2 separate regions of the Rattus norvegicus genome follow, and region 2 is linked to region 1. A link is a contact called in public Hi-C data. All regions are on one chromosome and are shown on one strand. The core of a region is the stretch at or near the end of the contact, and the rest is flanking DNA. Distances in the headings are between cores, read along the strand shown. Region 1 holds the start of Sdc3 (syndecan 3). Region 2 holds the start of Mecr (mitochondrial trans-2-enoyl-CoA reductase).

The links. Hi-C and Micro-C count contacts between places; a contact is called where the count stands out from the background.
Region 2: a Hi-C map of the A7r5 cell line shows a contact between it and region 1, with 2.8 times the contacts expected there. The contact joins the promoter of Mecr here to the promoter of Sdc3 in region 1. A contact is called at or near these places in 3 of 12 Hi-C or Micro-C datasets (the A7r5 cell line, Schwann cells and frontal cortex).

The regions. Positions count from the first base shown.
Region 1 is chr5:148,246,736-148,251,954 of GRCr8, forward strand. It overlaps Sdc3 (syndecan 3), which reads left to right and starts at 3,057. Exons shown (of 5, transcript NM_053893.3): 1 at 3,057-3,234. The coding sequence starts at 3,103.
Region 2 is chr5:149,310,553-149,315,771 of GRCr8, forward strand. Mecr (mitochondrial trans-2-enoyl-CoA reductase) reads left to right here and starts at 3,242. Exons shown (of 10, transcript NM_017209.1): 1 at 3,242-3,436. The coding sequence starts at 3,261. LOC134486998 (a long non-coding RNA gene) reads right to left here and starts at 3,210. Exons shown (of 3, transcript XR_010066655.1): 1 at 2,594-3,210; 2 at 756-852; 3 at 1-228.

The DNA.
Region 1 (5,219 bases), core at 1,807-4,306:
ACTGAACCCAGGTCTCCTGGAGCTCTCAATCACTGAGCCATCTCTGCCTGCAACCTGCTTTCTTATGCACCTGCACCAGGATCACAGCACTCACAGTGGACGGGGCTCGTCCACATTCTCAGTCATTAACCAAGAAAATCCATGCCATCCCCCCTCCCCTCGCACCTGTCTATGGGCAAAGCTGATAGAGGCATTCTCTCAACTGTGGTTCCCTCTGACTCCAGCATGTGTCAACTTGACAACTGCCCAGTTCTTCTTGAGCTCTGAAAAACTGAACTGGAGTTCTGTCAGAGAGAAGGGTGGAGGACAGGCAGCCTGGCTAGAACCCTGCAGTTATTGTCCATTAAAAACTTGGACTTTGGGGCTGGGGATTTAGCTCAGTGGTAGAGCACTTACCTAGGAAGCACAAGGCCCTGGGTTCGGTCCCCAGCTCCGAAAAAAAGAACAAACAACAACAACAACAACAACAACAACAACAACAACAACAACAAAAACCAAAAAAAAACAAAAAACAAAAAACAAAAAACAAAAAACAAAACCTGGACTTTCCCTCCAGGAAAGACAGACGGACTGTTGAGTGTGTGGGGTGTTTTGTGTGTGTGTGTGTGTGTGTGTGTGTGTGTGTGTGTGTGTGTGTGTGTGTGTGTGTGTGTGTGAGAGAGAGAGAGAGAGAGAGAGAGAGAGAGAGAGAGAGAGAGAGAGAGAGAGAGAGTCTTTGCCAGGTGGCCTGAGGCTGGATGACGGCAGTTTCTGGAGTCTGTTTGGTGGATGGGGATAGCACACGGAAGGAGACATTCGAGTCCTGGGGGTGTGGAAGGACACACATGGTGGTATAGGTGGGGTGACCAGTGATGTTCTGAATGTCCAGGGACTAAAAGTGCACCTGATCCCCAGAGACTCCCATCTCAGCTCCGTCCATGATGTACCTATGACAAGCAGCAGGTGGCGCTCCTAGCCAAAGATTCCCCACAAGGTTTCCTGCTGGGATCTTGGTTTGTGGAAGGAAGAAGGCAAGGCTGGACCATGCTTCCTGGCAACTTGGTAGACTCCTTTGAGCAACACTCTGAGCCTTGCTTGCCTCCTAGCATGGGCAGCTCAGTACTTTGTTCGTCAGTCAGATCCAGCTATCCCAAGGGTTTTTTTTTTTTTTTTTTTTTTTTTTTTTTTTTTTTGCACATAGTTGACAGGCCACTCCTTGGGTCTCCTGCTTGATCCCTGCTAAACCTTTGGAAGCGCCTCAGAACCACTCTTGGTCTGCTTACCCACTCTGGGAGGTGGTGTCATGCCCATATCCCAATCCCCAACCACATTGGTTGACCTCCCAGTACATGAAAAGGAAGAGCTCACAGAAACTTCCCAGCCTGTCCCCTGACCTGGTACACACAAGGCGCTCGATGTGTTTGTTGAATGAATAAGTGAAGCCCATATGGTCATCATTTGCGTCATACATTTGGGGAATAGGATCAGAGAGGTGAAGCTGCACAAACAAGTACCACAGCTCATGATTGTCAGAACTAGGATTTGAACCCAAGCACTTGCTTAACCCAGAACTAGAGTCCCTCAGTTCCTAATTATGCTAGCGATAAAGCCAGCTCCTGATTCCTCAGCTCTACTCTTTTCCAGCTCTATTCTCCAAGGCATTCAAATGCCAAAATACGTCGAATGGATTTGGTTTAAAAGACTGTTTTTGAAGTCTTGGGGATGTAGCTCAGTTGGGGGAGTACACGCCCCTCTGCACAAAGCTCTGGGTTCGGTTCTTAGCACTGCATACATTGGATGTGATGGTGGTAGGAGGATAAGACGTTCAAGGTCGTGCTCAGCTACATCGAAGAAAGTTCAAGGTCAGCCTTAAAGCCCATCTTCTAAAATAACGTGTCAACGTTTGCTTTTATTATTTTTAGGAGATTTATTTGTATTATTCATGTGGGTGTGCACCTGAGGGCACGTGTGCCGTACCTGTGCACACAAGTGCAGGTGTCCTTGGAGGCTAAAGGTTTTGGATCCCTTGGAGCTGGAGTTACAGGTAGTTGTGACTTGCCTGATGTGGGTACTGGGAACTCAACTCACACCCTTATTAAGTAAGATGCTATGTCTTTCTCCATCTCCCTCTCCCCTCTTAGTTTTGTAAAGACAGAGACTCAGTATATAGTCCAGGCTTTGAGAGCCCCCTGCCTCAGCCTCCTAAGTGCTGGCCTTACAGCCATCTACTACTCAGGCTTGGCTCTTTCTCAGTGATCTGTAAACCACAGAGTGGAGAGATCCTCCCTCCCCTCTTGTTGTCTACTGAGGTTAGCTAGGCAGGCCTTGCATACCTGTGATGCCCCAGCCTCTCGCTCCTTCTGGGGAACCCATCTCGCACTCTGCCTTATATGGTGCCGAGTCTGGGTTTCTTTCCAAGGACACGTGGCCATCAAATGGATAGTGTTGATTGCAGGGACCTGGAGGGTGTCCTGCTCAGCTCATGTGCCAACGAACCAACGCCTACCCTTACCAGCCTCCCCCGAGATCCTTTCATGCAACTGAGCCCCTATGAATGGGGAACGGGTGACTTCACCAACATGTGTGGAGGGAGAAGCGTGCTGATGCTCCCCACGCGTGCCTGTAGCTGACCCAAGCCTCTTCTTCCTGCACTCAGGGTGCTAGGGGCTGTAGCCTGTGTTTCTCAGATAGACAGGTCAAGGTGAAACTCAGAAGGACCAGGGGGACCCCAAGCCGGATCCTCTGACACCACCCCAGGGAGTGTAGAGACGCGGGGTGCTGTCTGGAGGAGCCCAGGTTCTCCCGCAGCTCGCACACAGCGTGCTCCGCGAATCCACAGTTGGGGGGTAGACGTCAACGCCCCTCGTCCCCACCGCGCTCGGGGAAACTGAGGCCGGGGGCGGTGTCGCGTGCCGCTGTCGCCGCGGCCCCGCCCTCCTGCTCGCCCCGCCCGCGCGGGGGGCGGCGGTGGCGGCGGCGGCAGCGGCGGCGGCGACGCTTCCTGCGGGCGCGGCCGCTGTGGGCGCGGAGCCGCGAGCGAGCGAACGAACGAGCGAGGCGGAGCCGGCGGCCGAGGAGCCGAGCGCAGGTCCCGCGCAGCCCGCGCCGCGAACAAAGGCCGCCATGAAGCCCGGGCCGCCGCGCCGCGGGACCGCACAGGGGCAGCGCGTGGACACCGCCACCCATGGGCCCGGGGCCCGCGGGTTGTTACTGCCACCGCTGCTGCTGCTGTTGCTGGCCGGCCGCGCCGCGGGGGTGAGTGATGGGCCCCAAGAGAGTGCCCAGCGTGTACCCCGCGTGTCTTTGCGTGTCCCCTCGTCGCGCGCGCCGTTCTGGGTGTGTCCCGGTCTCACCGGGTCTCCTCCCCGCCGGGAAGCGTGTGCGTCCGGTATCCGCTGGGGTCGCCTTTTCCCCACCCCCACTCCAACCCAAGCCGCCTGCAGGGCCTTGGGGACTCCCCAGGAGGAGGGGGGTGGGTCGATGAAGGTGACCCGCGGGGGTGAATGAGGGTGACCCTGTGTGTGTCTGCTTCTAAGAAGGGTGCGTGGGCACCTGTGGGTGTGTGTGGGCATGGGAAAGGCTCTGTCCCTATGGGGCGGATGGCATCCGCATTCCGCTCCACACTGGGTGACCCATTGTGCACTCTGTGTGCCACCTTGGCCATGGCTGCGTGACTGCTGGATGAGGGGGTGTGTGCTCTGACCCATAGAAGTGCATGAAAGCACGCGCATGTGTGTGCAGGTGTGTGCAGGTGTGTGGCGATGGTGGGCCTGGCTCACCTCCCACCCCGGAAGACATGGATGTGCATGCCGGCAGAGGTGGGTAGCAGGTGACCCCTGACTGTCCCTTCGAGAAACCCAAGTAGCTATGGAATTGATCTTGGTTCTGGTTTCACTAGCAGAACAGGAGGAAGAAGGTCCTGCAGGTAGACCAGCTAGGTCCCTTCTCGGAGGAACCCAGCTCCCAAGTGAGTTCTGAGTTGATAGGTGTCTCAATGCGGGCCGAAGGAGCTGGGGATTTCTAGGTCCTACCACCGTGGCTGACTCCAGGAGCAATGGCTGTCCCTACCCACTCAGATGACCACCAGAGCCCAGGCTGGCCGGCACGCCCCTTCTCTCCTAAGCATGGTGGCCAGGTTGTAGGGAGTCAGGCAAGACCCTGAGCTGCCCTGGGGACTGTTAGCTTTGGGGACCCTAGAATAGTGCCTGGTGGTCCATGCATACCTTGTCTTTTCTCTCTCTCTCTCTCTCTCTCTCTCTCTCTCTCTCTCTCTCTCTTTCTTTCTTTCTTTCTTCCTTTTTCCTGAGAGGGGTGAAGGGAGAGGTTCCTGAGAGAAAGGCAGCGCTACCCATACTGGCAGTGGGAGCCGGCTTCTCAGCAGTATTAGAGAAAATTACCCTTGACATCAAAGACCTGGTTTCAAAGTCCAGCGAGGACCACCACCCATTCACGGTGAGGCCTTGAGCCAGCCTGTCCACTCCTCTGAGCCCCGGCTTCCCCTTCTGCAGAGACAGAATAAGGGTACTCTTCCTGGAGGAATAGACACAGAGTCACCTTTGAGGGTATTTTGGTGTGAGCACAAAGGGCTCAGGACAAATGGCTCCACCGGAGCTACTGTCCCTAGGAAGGAAAAGGCTGATAATACACTTTCTACCAGTAGGGAAAGGATCCAGGGAGATTTGGAGGACCTAGCACATAGTAGGGCCTCAACCAGGCAGGTGTGAAGGCAAAGTACAGCTGGCATGGTTCAGGCCAATGCTGAGTGACATGCCCAGGTGGTGGGCCTGGCTGAGCGAGAGGAGAGACTGTGGTAGGGATGGCTCTCCAAAGGTGTTCTTTCTGTAAGCATGTCGTCCTCCCAGGGAGGGACTGGGGCTGTCGAGGAAGGGCTCTGCCCTGGTGCCTGGCCTGAGAAGCTAAGGGTTAAAGGGTGGTGCTTTCAGAGAGGACTGAGGCTAGACTAGAAGAAGGCCAGCTGGCTGGTCCAGGAATGGTCTCTCTCTGGTGCCGGCCTTTGACCGCAAGGAACTGACAGTGGTTGGCTCAGTAGGTGAGAAACAGGATGACCCTGGGCCTTCTTGCCAGTCTGGGAGGGCACAGGATCAGGGAAATGGGACTTGAGGGAGGAGAAGGCTGCTTTGGTTTGATCCAGGCTGTGGCTGGCAAGTTGGGGGCGTGTCCTGACCTACAGATTTGAGGCTTCGGTCTTGAGAGAGACTGACTGTCTAGGGCTCTGAGGA
Region 2 (5,219 bases), core at 1,992-4,491, 1.1 Mb after region 1:
TTGAGTTCTGATTTATTACTTTCATTCCCCCAAAAAACTAATGCACAGAGACATGGGATGAACGCAAATACAGGTCCCGGCGTATGGAAGCCCTCCCAGCTTCCTCCCGCTTCCCTCCGTTGGCTCACACTGAGGCTGGCACACTGAGAAGCTACCCTGAGGCTAGCCAGGGAAGAACTGGGTGTTCCTGGGCTCCTTGGCTCTTCTCTTGTCACTGCTGCTCAATTCCTGGGAAGGGAGCAAAGACACAAAGCTATCAAGGACCAGAGCATTAAACTGAGAACCACAGGGAGACACAGGTAGAGCAAAGAAAAGCGATAAGCAAGATAGAAAGACATCCTGAAACAGAAAGAGATCGGGCAACCAGGAGCTGGGTGTGTGTTGGGGGTCGGGGGCTTGGAGAAGTTTTGAGGTATGGACACTGAGAATCAGAAAGCGTAATGTATTTGCCCAAGGTCACACATTCGGTCCATGAAGATGTCAGGATTTGAACCCAAATCTGATCGATTCCACATTCTTTTGCTCCTTTGGCAGGGGGCGGCCTCAGAGACTACAGTAAATAAGGCATGCCAGTGTTAGCAACAGGTAGGCAGAGGAAGAGAGCATTATTCCCCTCTACTTTAAAAAGGGCCACAAACTTCAACAATCCTTGCAAGACGAGGAAAGGCAGGTCCTGGCTTGGAGTGACTGCCCCAGATCTAGGGAGAAGGATAGGGTACCACGGTCAGTGCCAGGTCAGGGAGAAATTCAATTACCTGCAACTCGTGGAATATTTATGATGCCTATCCTATGTCAGGCCCCATATTGAGTGCTGGCATCCTGGAGATGAACTAAAGAAGGCCCCGCTTTTGCCTGGAGGGGGAAGCAGACATATAAATAACTATGAGATGGTATCCTAAAAGTCATAGCATTGGCCCAGAGGAAATACAAAGGCATTGGGGTTTGCTCAATAAAATGATATCTGAACCTGGAATTCCCCAGGAAGGTTAGACAGGAAAATTCATGGCAGGCAGTAGCAACCTGAATAAAAGCGTAAGACAAGGAAGAGCTGGCAATGGCGGAGTTGGGTGTTGTTGGGTTTCTGGCTGTGTACAATGTAAAAGATAAAGCCAGACAGACAGGGCAGGCATGGATATGGTCTCAAATGCAAAGCTAACACCCTTAGGCTTGAACCCGTTCACCGGTGGTTCTCAAACTGTGCGCCTGTGTGAACTCAAATGGCCTAGACCAAGTGAAAGGTTAAAGGGGTGTGGAGGGAGAGGAAATCCAGCCTTAAGGAGGGAAGCTCCCTTCTGACTTTCCAGGCTTTCCTAGTTGGCTGCCCAGGGAGTAGGAGCCGCCAGTAGGGGCAGGGAGAGAAAAAGAGGAGCATCTCAGTGTCACCCACAGGATCCTACAGCAGAAGGACCTTATGAACTTCCTGGCACAAGTGTACCTCCCTGTCACTGCAAAAATAGGTGTTCACATGCGTGCACACGTACACACCTGTGAGACCAGATTTTTCTCCTACTGCTGGGCATCAGCTTTGTCTAATAAATGCAGTTATTGGGCACAAACTTGAGCCAAGCCTTAGTGTTTTATATGTGATATTCCTTATTTCATCTGCACAACAATTTCCTGGAATAGTTTTAGAACGTTTCATGTACCAAGCAGTGCGCTTCAAGCGGCACTATCTCCCTCAGTCTTTAAGGCAACCTTGGGACTATTAGTCTCTCAATTTGTTATTAAGCTTTTTTTTTCCTTTGCCTTGTTAGAGATCAAACCCAGGACCTCACACATGCAAAGCATGTGCTCTGCCACTGAGTTACCTCCCTCGTTCAGCTCCCTTCATTTTAACCATGAGGGAAACAGAAGCACAGAGAGGTCGAGTGACTAATCGAAAATCGAACAGCCAGGAAATGGCAGAACCAGGACTCAAATCTAGATTTGCCTGAGTCCGGTTCCCATATCCTCAATCTCCATGCTTTGCTGGGCTCTTTTACTCAGAGAAAAGTTTGTCTCCCATGGCAAGCTTTGGGTCAGTCATCTTTGTCTTTCAGAAGCTCTCTAATACTTGTTTTCTGGGCTACCACATCACCAGACTCTGGGGAGCATCTAAGAATGTATACCTTTGGACCATGTACCCTTCCACGATTCTAAATCAGGAGACCTAAAATGGAACTTCATCTGATTTCCGTGCACCCAGTTTTGGAATCGAATGGCTGACTCCAATAGCACTTCCTTCAAAAGTCTCAGATGGCCTTCACTGCAGAGTACTCCTTCATCCTGTAAAGGTGCACACTCGAGTACACACGAATACTCCACCGACCGGTTATCTGTGCTTATCTTTCTCTTCCACCAAAACCAAGACCCTGCATCTTTACAGGTCTATACCTTTTACAAAGAATTTTCACTTTCCCACCCAATCTCTTTGTATGCTGAAAGCAATTTAAAAGACACTATCCTCCTCATATCTGAACAACTTGATGTTTTTACAATGTATTATCCTGCCCACCACAACATTCTTCTAACTTTCATCCAATCCTTGCAACCGTCTGAAGTGAGGTATATCATTTTCATGGCACCGATGTGACAGGGTCCGAATTGCACTCACTTGCTCAAGCTAGGAAAGAGCCCCTAGGATTGGAGCCTGGTATTCCTGGTATGTTAACTCCGGCCATAGAAGTAACTTTTTAAGTCCTCAAATCTTGGTGGCACATGCCTTTAATCACAGCACTTGGGAAGCAGAAGCAAGAGGATCTCTGAATTTGAGGCCAGCTTGATTTACAGAGCAAGCTCCAGGACAGCCAGGAAAAAGAAACCCTGTCTGGAAAAACTGATGATGATGACCACGACGACGACGACGACGATGGTGATAATAAAGTCTCTATGTTGTTCTGGAGAATTGGAGATGAAATGATACTTTTAAAAGCTTGGTGCAGTGGTATCTCTATAAAGGGTAGGAAGGGGAAACGAAGGCCGGAAACACCACACGGCAAGCAGCAGTCGCAGCTTTAAGCCAGTCCCGGACTTTTCGTTGGGAATGCTGCTTTGGCTGGCTCTGCAACTTCTCCAGTTCCCTAAATACCCAACGCCATATCACTCTCAACCCCTTCACCAGGCCCGTAACGGTTTCTTCCTTCACCACGAGCTGGGCGGAGAGAGAGGGGCGCCGTTTTTAAAAGGAGAGGGCGTGGCCACGAGTGGGGCGGGGCGCAGGCTTGAAGTCGCGGACCAATGACGTATCCGGAGCGCCGGGTTCTGTCAGTGCTGGAAGCGGCATGTTGGTCAGCCGGCGACTGACAGGGGCGCGAGCCCGGGCACCTCTGCTTGCGAGTCTCCTCGAGGCTTGGTGCCGCCAGGGCAGGACCACCTCCTCCTACTCCGCTTTCTCGGAGCCGTCGCATGTGCGGGCGCTGGTCTATGGCAACCACGGGGATCCAGCCAAGGTCATCCAGTAAGAGTCGGCGCTGGCCCCGGGGAGGGAACTGGGGTTCCTGGAGGGTTGAAAGGCGGGCGGCAGCCTGCGAGGAGAAGACAGGGTCCGAAGAAGCGGACTCTGCTGTTCTACAGATGACGAAACCCAGGGAGTGCTTGTTAACCTGACAGTGGTGCTTTCCAGCAGCGGAGGACCCGCGAGGTACAGGTGCAAGAGAGATGGCCAGTGTTTACTGACCCAGATTGGTTTGAGGATTGTGGCAGTCACTCCTTTGTCTAAGTGGATGCTTTCAACTATTTGTCACGGCAACATTCTGGGGATAGTTAGTGGATGCTTTCCCCCCATTTTGCAGATGAGAAAACCGAGGCATAAGAAAGTTAAAATTAACATTTGCCCAAAGTCACCCAGTCAGTGAGAATGGGAATTTGAACACATGATCTGACAGCCTCCTGTTTTTAAATAAGTAATAGTTTATTGTTTCACTGAGGTCGAGGGACTTGTCTAAAGTGACATGACTGATTAGTGATTAGAATAGGTGCTGGAATTCACTTTTAGCTCTTTCTCAAGTGAGTTTCCTTCCAACAAGCCATGTATGCATCACGGCCTAGTTATAACGAGTTGTTTAAACCCAGCTTGATGACGTGTGCCTTTAATCCCAGCACTAGTGAGGCAGAGGCCAGAGGATCTCTGTGAGTTCCAGGCCAGTCTAGTCTGTACATAGTCAGTTCCAAAATCACCAGGGCAATATAGGGAGACCCTGTCTCAAAACAAACAAGAAAAAAAGAGTTGTTTCATAACCCCAGCATGCTGAGTTAAAAGGATTATGAGTTTGAGACCAACATGGGTTTCATGAGCCTTTGTCTCAAAATATATATACACAGTAAAATACATAAACATTTTAAAAAAACACCCTCAAATACAATTTAGCACTTGCTAAGGCAGAAAAGGTTGTGAATGTAGAAGTGGCATGTGCCTTTAATGCCTCAAAAACAAACAAAAAGAGAACAATTTGGGTTTACTGACAGACATCTTAATATTATTTCTCTTCCCTTCCTAAGGTCTCCTTGTATAGTCCTGGCTAACCTGGAACTTGTCAAGTAGACTTGGCTGACCTGGAGTTTGTAGTGATCCTTCTACCTCTGCCACCCTCAAAGGTGCCCGCTTCTAATTCTTTTGGGGGGGGAGGTGTCTCCTTTTGTTGTATGTCTGTTTGAGATCGGGTCTTACTTTGTAGCCCTAGATGGCCTGCCTCTGCCTCCTAAATGCTGGGATTAAAGGCAAATCTACCCTACCACCCTACCTCCTTTTTTAAACATGGGCTGGGCTCTAATATCCGAGTGCTGGGATTCCTCGTGCGTTCCCCACTGTTCCTGCTCCCCCTCCTTCCTCTCCCCTTAGACAAGGTGTGTCACTGTGTTGCCCAGGCTGGCCTGGAACTTGTGGCCCCTCTTGCCTCAGCTTCTCAAAGAATTTGAATTACTCCTTGATATTCTTCTAACTTGCTCGAGAGGTGGCTGTGGCCAGATGGTCCATGCCCTTGATTTTATCTGGAGCTCCTCTCTGCCTGTCAAAGCACCTAGCCTGTACCGAAACCATTACAATAATTCTGTTTGCTGTGAAGTTAAAAAGGCACCACTCGGGAAGCTGTGGGTTGTTTTTTGGGGGGGGGGTTGTTTTTGGGTTTTTTTGTGGGTTTTTTGGTTTTTTTTGTTTTTTTGTTTTTTTGGTGGAGGACATTAGCTCAATCATAGCCCTGTGTGCTGTGTTTGTGAAGTGGCCCAGAGGATTAAGTGACCTTGCC